Linked DNA regions of Mus musculus: regions 1, 2 and 3 are each linked to region 4. The links are chromatin contacts, called in public HiChIP or PLAC-seq maps. All regions are on one chromosome and are shown on one strand. The core of a region is the stretch at or near the end of the contact, and the rest is flanking DNA. Distances in the headings are between cores, read along the strand shown.

The links. HiChIP or PLAC-seq counts read pairs in DNA pulled down with a chosen protein or histone mark.
Region 1: a contact with region 4 is called in an HNF4G HiChIP or PLAC-seq map of pancreatic cancer cells. The contact joins two enhancer-like sites. A contact is called at or near these places in 5 of 39 promoter capture datasets (the C10 cell line, cranial neural crest, frontonasal cranial neural crest and 2 more), 2 of 15 datasets of contacts at CTCF or cohesin (the NIH/3T3 cell line and large pre-B cells), 15 of 484 Hi-C or Micro-C datasets (B cells, B-cell progenitors, the C10 cell line and 12 more), 14 of 115 datasets of contacts at active chromatin or transcription factors (SST interneurons, T-cell acute lymphoblastic leukemia, cardiomyocytes and 10 more) and 1 of 9 other capture datasets (embryonic stem cells).
Region 2: a FOXA1 HiChIP or PLAC-seq map of pancreatic cancer cells shows a contact between it and region 4. The contact joins two enhancer-like sites. A contact is called at or near these places in 3 of 39 promoter capture datasets (cranial neural crest, frontonasal cranial neural crest and maxillary cranial neural crest), 1 of 115 datasets of contacts at active chromatin or transcription factors (pancreatic cancer cells) and 1 of 9 other capture datasets (liver).
Region 3: an HNF4G HiChIP or PLAC-seq map of pancreatic cancer cells shows a contact between it and region 4. The contact joins two enhancer-like sites. A contact is called at or near these places in 6 of 39 promoter capture datasets (the HPC-7 cell line, cranial neural crest, embryonic stem cells and 3 more), 2 of 15 datasets of contacts at CTCF or cohesin (CD8 T cells and the NIH/3T3 cell line), 3 of 484 Hi-C or Micro-C datasets (bone marrow-derived macrophages, long-term hematopoietic stem cells and pancreatic cancer cells), 2 of 115 datasets of contacts at active chromatin or transcription factors (embryonic stem cells and pancreatic cancer cells) and 3 of 9 other capture datasets (adipose tissue, liver and pancreatic islet).

What each region holds. Positions count from the first base shown.
Region 1 is chr6:34,496,900-34,499,599 of GRCm38.p6, reverse strand. All of the region lies in intron 2 of Bpgm (2,3-bisphosphoglycerate mutase), which reads right to left. Among named protein-coding and RNA genes, the nearest start is that of Gm52898, 14 kb to the left of the region's middle. Within about 2 kb of position 1,254, at least 70 of the 459 cell types and tissues checked have an H3K27ac peak or open chromatin away from gene starts, as enhancers often do. A contact at or near this core is called in the NIH/3T3 cell line, a colorectal cancer cell line, pancreatic cancer cells and 1 more, where this site is marked.
Region 2 is chr6:34,965,034-34,967,733 of GRCm38.p6, reverse strand. All of the region lies in intron 2 of Slc23a4 (solute carrier family 23 member 4), which reads left to right. Among named protein-coding and RNA genes, the nearest start is that of Slc23a4, 12 kb to the left of the region's middle. Within about 2 kb of position 1,408, at least 38 of the 459 cell types and tissues checked have an H3K27ac peak or open chromatin away from gene starts, as enhancers often do. A contact at or near this core is called in pancreatic cancer cells, where this site is marked.
Region 3 is chr6:34,578,350-34,581,186 of GRCm38.p6, reverse strand. No RefSeq gene overlaps it. Among named protein-coding and RNA genes, the nearest start is that of Cald1, 19 kb to the left of the region's middle. Within about 2 kb of position 1,471, at least 17 of the 459 cell types and tissues checked have an H3K27ac peak or open chromatin away from gene starts, as enhancers often do. A contact at or near this core is called in pancreatic cancer cells, where this site is marked.
Region 4 is chr6:34,749,257-34,751,956 of GRCm38.p6, reverse strand. The region is part of intron 5 of Cald1 (caldesmon 1); the gene reads right to left. Among named protein-coding and RNA genes, the nearest start is that of Gm38787, 18 kb to the right of the region's middle. Within about 2 kb of position 1,261, at least 70 of the 459 cell types and tissues checked have an H3K27ac peak or open chromatin away from gene starts, as enhancers often do. A contact at or near this core is called in the NIH/3T3 cell line, a colorectal cancer cell line, pancreatic cancer cells and 1 more, where this site is marked.

The sequences.
Region 1 (2,700 bases), core at 5-2,504, 250 kb after region 4:
TGCATAAAGCCCACAAGGCCTTGGGTTCTGTCCCCAACAATATGTAAATGGCTTTTAAAAGGCCAGTCACAAAAAGACTACTTATTGTATGACTCCATCAACAGAAAATGTTCAGAGCAGAGAAGCCCATAGTGACGCAAGTGGATTAGCAGCTGCCCAGGGCTGGGAGAACCAGACATTGCCATTGGAGGAGCAGTTTCCTTTGGGGAAAAATTAGAAGAATCTATCTACATTTGAATCAAGCTAAGCATAACTTACATATTTTATTATCATTATTTCTTACAATAAAAACATTCCAAATCCTTTCTTCTAGTTTTCTGAGCAATCTTGAACATAACTCAGCTGCTGTCGTCCTACCACGTATGCAACAACACAACAGAACTTCTTATTCTGCTACAGCTGCGACTTAATACCCCTTGATCAGCATTGTCTCTGGTCCTTACTTATAAACACTGTGTCGATGGATCGAGGACCGTGGACATCACTCACATCCACTGGACCCTCAGATACGGATTCAATCGGTCACCAATGGAAACTGTCGGGAAACAAATGCATCTGCACCAGTCGAAACCTTTTCCCCTTGCCACTCCCTGCATCAGAGTAGAGCACCGATTCCCACAGTTCGAGGCCACAGACAATCTGAGGAGTAGGAGGCAACGTGCATCAGCTATGTACAGACACCACCTGCTTCACACCGGGACTTGAACATCGACCTACAGATTTTTGTTAACTGCAGGGACGTCTGGAACCATCCTCTACAGTTACTTGTACAACTAACTACACACTAAAAACCACTCTCAGGGGCAGTTACATGTGGGTTTTAGCTCACTACAGCTGTTAACAAAAATACTAAGCAGATCCAAAAGGCCTGTTCAAGTCTCAAGGCTTTTAAGTCTATAAAAACTGAGCTGTCCTTGCAGTCAGCACTTAAACCCTGGTCTTCTGCATTGTTTACTGCTGTTTCTAACACTGAAGGTGAAAGAGAATGTTTTAATTTTTGCTCAGCTCTGGTAAAGGCTGCGTGCTAACTGGACATCAGTCCCAGTGTTCTCACAGGAAACAGGGAGGAGCAAGTCTGTCTGACTTAAAACAGCTAAGCCCAGGAAGCAGATGGCCAGGTCTAGAGGTCACCTGTGCGATCTCAGAAACATGTTCTAGGTTTGCATCAGGAAGCTGGAGTGCATCACAGGGGACTCAGTGGTTTGACTTCGATGCAACAGGAGCCAGCAGGCCAAGTCCTTGCCCAAGGTTTGCTTTTATTTAATGACTCATCCCTGTGTGAGTCCACTAAACAAAGGCCTCCAGACTATAGCATGCCACTAACAGAAAGAGAACTTAAAAAAAAAAAGTTTCCAATGAAGTTAACATTCTATTTTAATAATGCCTCAAGCTATTCACAGAGTAAACTAATTACTTACAAATTCTTAAAATGCTTAGACTGGTTACTAATCAGTCAATGAGACCTAAGCGGCTGACATTTTAAAATAGCAAATTAAGAAAACCACAGGGAAGCCATTGCTTGTTACTAAAAGTTGGCATATACTAAATGCTTCATCCTAGGAAAGCTAAGTAAACAGAACTTCCCCGCTGCACTGCCCCAAACCAAACCAGCAAAAGATGCTATGCATTATACTCTTAAAAATCCATCCACTGGGCCACCAAACAGAAGCTAAAATGTGTAGTCAGGTATCACACCTCCTGCCTAGCTCAGCTTTTGATTTATTGATTTGTTTATTTATTTATTTAAATCATTAGGACTCATGTAGCCCAGGCTAACCTTAGCCTCACTTCGTAGCTGAGGATGACACAGAATCTCCGATTCTCCTCTTTCCACCACCACCACCCCCCCCCCCGCCCCCCCGGGTGCTATGAGGACGCCTGCACCACCACACCCAGTTTTATGCAGCGCTGTTGATCAAAAGGCAGGGCTTCACACATTCTAGCAGAACACCACCCCAGTCTCCAGTTCACGTTTAACCAAGTCCAAGAGCGCCTTCTTGGAAATGGCACCAGGTTCTTTCTCTCTCTCTACCTTCTTTCCATCACAGTCCCTCTGAAGCCATCTCTTCACTTTACACCTGGTGTCTTCAGCGTTTAACTATGTGGCACAGGCTTGCCTTGAACTGGAAATTTTCTACCCCAGCCTCTGGAGGGCCGAGCCTACCATAGGCAAGCATCGGAATACCTAGAGCATCTTTAATTCTCCAGTCTCTATGCAGGAGCTTCTCGAAACCCACTGCAACCACTGGAAATGGTGGAAGCATTTCAGATAAGAAAGAACGAAAGTTTAGGAGAAAACCATGTGAGTAAATTGATACCCAAAATGGAAAACTTAAATAACTTATTTTCTACGTGCAGGAGTAGCTTCCGAAAGTCAATTTGCAGGCTGGGCGTGGTGGCGCACGCCTTTAATCCCAGCCCTCAGGAGGCAGACGCAGACGGATTTCTGAGTTTGAGGCCAGCCTGGTCTACAAAGTGAGTTCCAGGACAGCCAGGGCTATACAGAGAAACCCTGTCTCGGAAAACTGAAAAAAAAAAAAAAGAAGAAGAAGAAGAAGAAGAAGAAGAAAAAAAGAAAGTCAACCTGCCGGCACTCCCTCTAAGTCATGGTAACAAACTAGAACACAGGACACTGTACTTCAACCACAATGCCCCACCCAACACCTCTGGGAGAAGCACTTGAACAAATCCTGGCTTCTG
Region 2 (2,700 bases), core at 159-2,658, 220 kb before region 4:
TGTCACCAAAGCCCATGCCAGCGTGAGTGACAGTTCACCAAAGTTGGGAACCTGAAGCACAGTGCAGGCAGCTCAACAGGTCTTTGTTTCCTCCAGGCAATCCCACTGAGTCTCAGCTTCTTCCAGCAGATGGGCTTGTTTGGGAGTCTTCTTTGTAGCTTGGCTTATTTGACAATGACCCTCAGCAGTCTTTACAGTTTATATACATCTGGGAAGGGAGGGTGTGTCCTAGTGGATCTGATCAGTTTCAGGAACTCCCTGAAGCTATTTTGAGTTGTGTACTTCCTGTCTTAATGAGATTCCTTGAAATATGTCACCCCTCCTTAGAACATCCTGTTTTTCTTCCCTACAAGCATCCTTTCTTAAGTTTCCCTTCAAAATGGAAGGCTTTAATTTCAGAAGAAACTACATAAGTGTGTGTGTGTGTGTGTGTGTGTGTGTGTGTGTGTCTGTCTGTCTGTCTGTCTGTCTGTCTGTCTGTCTGTGTGGTGTATGTACATGTGTTTCCTTGACCACACATAACTCAAACAGAAACTCGAGGGAGGTGCCAGGTGTCCTCTGTCCCTCTGCTTTGTCCCTTTGTAGCAAGGTCTCTTCTTGAACCTGGAGGTGTGTTATTTCACCTAGGGTGGCAGCCAACAAGTCTTACAATGTTCCTGTCCCTGCTCACCAAACTGCAGGAGTTACAGGGTTGTGTGGGACAATCCAAGTTTTTATATGTCTGCTGGACGCCAAACTCCTCTCCTCCTACATGTGCGGCAAACATTTTTAAAGACTGAGCCATCTCTCAATCCTGTTTCTCTCTGTTTTAAAATTGATAACTTTGTTGCATCCTTTTTTTGGTTGAGTTTGTTTTTCCTCATTATGTTTTCTTTTAGAACTATTTCTAAATTATTCATCATGGACAGCTGCATTTGAATGGTTATTGTACTTTCCTTTAAATTATTCTAGCTTTTTTTTTCATTATTCCAGATTAATTTTCAAAGCATTTTGCTGAGTGAAATGGAACATTTTGGAATGCTGGTAGCATTTGCATTACCTCAAAAGATGAATCTGGGATATCTGGCAACTTTGTAATGTCAAATTCTTCTTTCAAGGGATGTATTGTATATCTGTCGCATCTATGCAAACCATCATTTGTTTTCTACTAGAGTTTTATTCTTTTAAAAGATTATCCCAAAGTCATTTAGGAGTGTTTCCTCTTCTGTATTTTGTGGCCACCTACACTGTTTCACTTGCTTCCTAAAGAAAGTCTTCACTAAGTCTTCAGACCAAGGAATCCTTTACTTTCTTGCTGTAAGATTCTGCACAGGCCAAAGTCACAGACTGTGAGTCACAGTGACATGTCAACATGGTGTTCCTTGCTCTTCCAGTCTGGAACACTTGGGTGTTGACGGCAACTTCTCGATCGCTTGAAACTTTCAGTTTCATTTTGCAAATGGGTCCTGAGCCCTGTTTGGGATGCTTAGTTGCTGTCTGTTAGCTTCCAGGTCAGAAGCTGGCAGTCTCCTGTTTTGTTTACTTCTCCTTCTACGGTAAAGTCATTGAGCTTATAGTTCCTGGGACAAAATGTTCCCTTCATCTTTTATATTTAAAAATTACACTTATTTATCAGAGGAGGTACAGCATACATCATGGACAACGCACAGGAGACAGTTATTTCCTTCCACCATGCAGGTTCCAGGGTTATAACTCAGGTATCAGGCTTGGCCACCGGTGCCCTTACTTGCTGTGTCATCTTGATTGCCCCAGGTTTCCTTTCTTCATCATGGACAGCTTCCAGTATTCTCATCTTCTCAGTGCACTTTAAACTTCTCATTAAGTGATGGAGAGTGGCTCAGAATTCTAAAAGTCTCAGCAGGATCCCTTTTTCCTTCCCTTTTTGTCTCATAAGCTGAGACTCTCAATTCTGAAGGATACAGACAGGATGGACCCTGGGCTGCTGCATCAGCATCATCTACAAGTCTCATCACAACTTCTTGGATCCTCCCATAGATATGTTGGAAGGTCAGACATCAGGTCTGGAGGTTTTAAGAGAACTGCACATAAGCTCATTAGAGATAGGGAATCAAGAGAGATTGGCGAAGTGAGGGAGGGAGGAAGATGCTGGTCTCTTGGTCTGTTTCTCATGGACATGTATCTTGCACTTGGGATAGGTCATCAGTGAGGTCACCTATGAAGTTTGGAGGATAACACTCACGTCAGATGACCAGGAACAGTCTTTATCAATGATGTAGTCACATCTGAACTTTGTTTTAAGGTGCTGCTCAAGGTGTTTACATTTTTCTGCATTCCTTCAGTAGATTAAGATGTGGAAGAGACATATTTAACATATTTAATCACTGTCTTGGTCAGGGTTTCTATTCCTGCACAAACATCATGACCAAGAAGCAAGTTGGGGAGGAAAGGGTTTATTCAGCTTACACTTCCATACTGATGTTCATCACCAAGGAAGTCAGGACTGGAACTCAAGCAGGTCAGAAAGCAGGAGCTGATGCAGAGGCCATGGAGGGATGTTCTTTACTGGCTTGCCTCCCCTGGCTTGCTCAGCCTGCTCTCTTATAGAACCCAAGACTACCAGCCCGGAGATGGTCCCACCCACAAGGGGCCTTTCCCCCTTGATTACTAATTGAGAAAATGCCTTACAGTTGGATCTCATGGAGGCATTTCCTCAACTGAAGCTCCTTTTTTCTGTGATAA
Region 3 (2,837 bases), core at 222-2,721, 170 kb after region 4:
CTTTGTGAGAGGGAACTGAGGTGAATGGCCAGACTCCTGGAGAAGTGTTAGCTTGCTCTTCCCAATGCTCTATAATGGCCACCTCTTCTTTGCTCGCCATTTCCACGGGGTGATTTTCTAGTTATAGATCCTGTACTTATGTATAATTTTCAATTCCATGATGTTCTACACAAACCTGTCCTTAGAAGTAGTATCTCTAAGTCAGTCTTTGGGATAGAGACATTCCAGGAAATTTTTATTGAACTTGTCTATTCAAAGCCTGTGTTGCTGCTCTACAAGACACGATAGTCAAGCTGTACACACAGACTTAGGAATGGAGACAGAGGCATATGGATAATTATTAGTCTCCATATTTCAGTGTCTGACTAGCACAAAATATCATAGAATGATACTTTAAAATTTTAAAAACAATTTGGTCTTCTTTATATGGTCCTCAGATTAGGTGATCCATCTTACTTTGGGTGTTATGAGGTAGGGAGCTCCAAGCAAGTCTTCCAAACTAGCATTTTAATGTGTTTCCCCTTCCCTGAAGAAAATGGAACTAGAGATGGGCTAGATTCAAGAAGACTGGTCTGCACCTTCTCTGAAACAGGGTCCTATGTCTTGGAGCATATCTATCTGGGGTCAGATACAAATGGGGACATTTGTCAGGCATGAGTAAGAGTGATCAGGAAGTCTGGGGCTATGCTCAGAAGAAGGTCTAGCGGTTCCTCCTGTCCATTTCTGCTGTCAAACAAAGACTGTGTTTCACTGGGAACTGGATTTTCTTAGTGAAATGAGAAGATTCAAGATTTCCCGTAGCTCAGTCAAACTTACTTTGGACATATCCTGAATTTAGACTAAGGCTCCGTGTAATAGATAAGGCAATCTTTCTCTGGGCACTACGTATGTCTTCTGTTGGCAAGGTACCTGAGGGTGGAGGGTCAGTTTGAACGTTCCTAGCTCTGTGTCAAATAGTGTTTTTTGTTTTTTGTTTTTTAAGACAGTTGGGAACTACAATGATCGGCTTACAGATGTTTCAAAATATTAAAAAAGTAGAAATATATCTTATTATCTCTTTCTGTGTGTTTAATTAGTTTACTAGCATCTTTTAAAACAAGACCCTGGGCCATCTGTGTTATCATTACTTTTCCCTTACACATCTCCATGAAGTCAGTAGGCGAGTGTTGTGGCAAGAAATGAGTTTAAGAACCTAATCTCAGAACCTGGAGAATTTCAGAACACAGAAAGCATACGCACTGCAAGTTAAGCCACTTGAGAAAGTACTCTCAGCGCTTACCAGCCATCTCACAGAGTTGACACGGAGTGCAAACATTAATAAATGCAAACATACTTTGTAAACAGGGGTGCCCAGTTCTGAGTGAGTGCCATTGATATAAAAACTGAAGACTGGAATACAACTCACCCTCCGAGTTTTGTTATTTTAAACTTTAATCGCTGCCAACTCCCTGACTATTGGACCTTGACCCTAGGTAGACCACAGAACACTGCTTTCTGCAGCCACAGAACTTTTTCTGATATTTGTCATTCCAAAGAGATCAGTGACATTCCACTGGGCACTGAGAGGAAAGCACACAGTTTTCCCTCAATATCAGGATAGACTATGGTTTTGGAAGTTCTAGTCAGGAAGTTAAGAAATAAAAAAAGAAAAATGTGTTTAGGATCACCTTTAAATAGAATTTCTAATGCTCTAAGGACCCATCTGATCGCACCCATGCCCCTCCTCTAGCATGCATGCTCTGTCCGGCTTCCTGCCCTCCACCACTCATTGTCAGAACCTAATGGTCTCAAGATTTGTTTTCTAAGAGGCCTGTGCCAAACTACACAAATGACTTACTATGCATTGCTAAGGCTCAATGGTGTTTGGTATTTTTCTCTGTCTAAAAAGCCCTTGTGCTCTAGGACTGTTTTGTCTTATAGCGACCCTCCTCTTACCTTACCCACTGCCGGCAACCATCTTCTTCTGCTCTGTCTCTGTGTTGTATGTTTCCTTTCAAAGTTTTGAATATTGCTTTGCATGTGAGTCTCTTGACTTATGTAGATGGAATTACTGTATATCGTCCGGATTCTTGTCTTTCTAGCTGTTATGCTTTTATGATCCAAAACAAAACAAAAAAGCAACAGCAAAACAAACCAAAAACAAAACAAAACAAAACAAACAAACAAACAAAAAACCACTGACAATAGAATTTGCCTTAGTATGATTCCCATTTTAAACTCAAAAGATAGGGGAAATTTCATGCTGAGTGCAAGCTGTGGTTAAATGTGTGTATGAACCGACGGTTAGGGCCTCTTAGTATCTTCTATGTCTCTGTCTCTGTCTCTCCTGCCTCTACTTGTAGCATCCTCACTGCTATGCACCTGCTTGCTCATCTGGATTTTGCTGTAACTTACTCTCTTTGCATCCTTTCTTTCTTCAGCTTCAACCCCCAGCCCCAATGAACGCTTCTTCTGCAACAGGAATGGAACAGAATCCTGACGGTCCTCTGCTTCTCCATCATGTTCAGAATGAAATACTGCAAGTCTCAGCTTGCCCCACCCTGCGTCAGACTTCATCTCTTTCTGCTCCTGACCCCTTTTCCTCACTGTAACTCTATTGTGCAACAACACACTGTGTTGCTCGGGCCTTTACAATGACATCTTACTCTGCCTGGAATATTCTTTCCCTTTATACATCTGCCGGACTTCTCCTGCCCTTCCTCAGATTTGTACTGCCAATGTCAACAAGATCTCACTGCACCCACCCTTCCCCACCTCCACACCCCAGAAAAAGGTTTTCCTTTTGAAAAAGGTTTTCTTTTGAAAAAAATTGAAGACATGGCTTATCCCACCTTCTG
Region 4 (2,700 bases), core at 12-2,511:
TTATGAGTGAGAGAAGGAGGCTTGGGCCCTGTAGAGCAGTGTAGAGAGTAGAATGCTTGGTGGCTGTCCTTGCCCTTTAGAACATATTGGTAGTCACTGAAAAGGCAGGAGGAGACAGTCTAGTTTCATTTTGGCCTGTCACTGTTGGATAGAGTCCTAGACACCATGGCCTAGAGTTCACACCCTGGTTAATATGTATCTGGGAATACAAATATAGAGGTGAGGGGAGATATTCCCAGGATACCCATGAAACAAATTCTGAGTCAAGTCTTACAGTTTATGGTGGCAACTGCTTAGGTAAATTTCTTTTAACTCACTTCTTTTATTTTGAAGTCAGAAATATTTTCATTTCCCCAAAAGGTATTATCAGATTTACTGGCCAAAAAAAAAAAAAAAAAAAAACAAAACAAAAAAAAAAAAAAGACAAAACAAAACCTTAAAATAGCTTTGTAAAAGCATTAGATGTCTATGAGAAGAAGAGTCTCCCACTCTACTTGTTGGGAAGGGTTTTGGTGGGTGGTCTCCTCATATTCTCAGGGGGAAAACTTTCTTAGAAACATTCTTAATGTAATAATGATGACTAGCGTTGGACTGAAAGTTATTTTCTCCTGAGAAATAAATAAAAGACTCCAGGGGATCCTTAAATTTTAGTTTAAAGAGTAGAGTGGATTAGATTCTATGGCAAATTCATGGCAAGCCCACAGCCTTCTGAGTCGCTGGGAACTAGATCTCTTAGGTATCTTGGAATGTTACCACCAAGAAAGATCTCTGCGGAAAGGTCACTGGGTGGTCACAAGTGTTGAAAGAGCAAGCAGGTCTCTTCATTCACAGATAACATGGCTGTACTTTAAACAGCCTCTAGATTCTTAGATGTTTGGATGAGACTCCGTTTAGCTGGGCTACTTAGTGGTAGAAAGCATGAGCATATGGGGGTGTGGGAACTTAGGAGGCGTGACCTTAAGCTGGAGAGAACTCAGGAGCCCAAGGGAACACATGGACCCGCCTGAGACGGGAGTCTCTGAGTCATGCTACTCTGCACGACAAAGTTCCAGAATAACAGCAAGACTTGGATGTCAGTTGCAGGCCTTCATGAGCTTCAGATCCCCAAATCCTCATCTGGATCCCTGCTCTACCCCACACATGTCCTCCTGGCTCCTTGCTCCTGAAATTTGGCTCATGGACAACTTAGACCTTCAGCAGAGAGCTTAGACTCCAGCTTAAAGCGCCTGAGTCATTCTTTAACCAAATTCCTGGATGCACATGCATGCTATGGTCACACTGTCTGTTCAGGACATGTGGGCCTGGGTGACAGGAATATTAGATTCGAAGTCACAAAAGACCCTGTGACTGACTCTCTCTCTCTCTCTCTCTCTCCCTCTCTCTCTCTCTCTCTCTCTTTGTTAAAAGCCAAGAAAACAAAACCAAATAGAAGAACTGAAAAGAGACAGCTTGTAATGGAAGAGGAGAGACAGAAACTTAACTATGTCTCAGAGTCAGAGATCATCTGCACTCCATGGCTGCCACAGAGCTCAGCTGCGGTGGAGGAATACAGGGGATTTGTTTATTTGTTTGTGTTTTAAAGCACTGGAGGGACTTTGGGAAATGCTTCCCTTAGCAGGGCAGAGGAATGTTTGTGTTCACTTTCGATTGGCCTAGCTGCTTATGTTGTATGGATCCCTAATCCTGCCAGGAAAGGTTTCTGCTTGCTTTTGTGATAAAAGAAAGAAGAAAGGAAAGGAAGGAAGGAAAGGAAAAAAGGAAAGAACAAACAAAAGGAAGAAAGGAAGAAAGAGGAGAGGAGAAGAGAGGAGAGGAAGGAAAGAAAGAAAAAAGGAAGGGAAAGAAGGAAAGAAAGAAAAGAAATGAAGGGAGGGCATAATAGGAAAGGGTTATTCAAAATGTCTGAATCATGCTAAATGATTTTAAATTGCCTATATAACACGCCAGTCCAGCTAGTTGGGAAGGGAGAACTCTATCCATTCAGTCGCAGTTTATCTATATACAATGATAAGATCTTAAAATTGATCTTTTGAAAAGGCTGATTGGAGGTGATTATCTAGCCTGGTATAAAAAAGGAGCCGGAAGTTCTGAGCCCTGGAATGTGCTGTTCGGCAAACTGGGAAAGGGACACTGGGAAAGGGACTGGAAAGCAGCTATTCCCTGGGGTGTCTGACTGATACCATGGACTTTCCCTTATCTGAGAAGAGGCAGAGGGATGACTGAGGATGAGCCTCCTCTGACTCAGATGGAGGCGTGGGATGCTTTGGCCATTAAAAGTGAATCACTCTCTGGCCTAAATGAACTTTCACATCAGCAGAGGGTATTTACTGAAGCCCTCTGCCCACATTTCACCACTGAGTTGCAGATCTCACGCTTTCTTCCCGTGTCTGACACTATTTGAGTTTGGTTCTGAGACAGCTTTGTCGTACAGATGGACCTTTACACAGTCCAGGGTGTTCAGCCGTCTCCTTAGCTGCCTGGTAGAGCTAAATTCAGTTTCCGGGTCATCAGTATTTGCATCTCCTCCCTCCTTCAGATAGCCAGGGCTCACGGTCAAACCACACATTCTACTAAAGTCGAGAGGAACGTAAGTCTTCAAGTAAATATACAGGGTCTTATGTGACTCTTACAAAGCCACCTAAGGGAACCACCCATATGCTACTTAATATGGCCCTCTATTTTCTAAACATGGAATTTTCC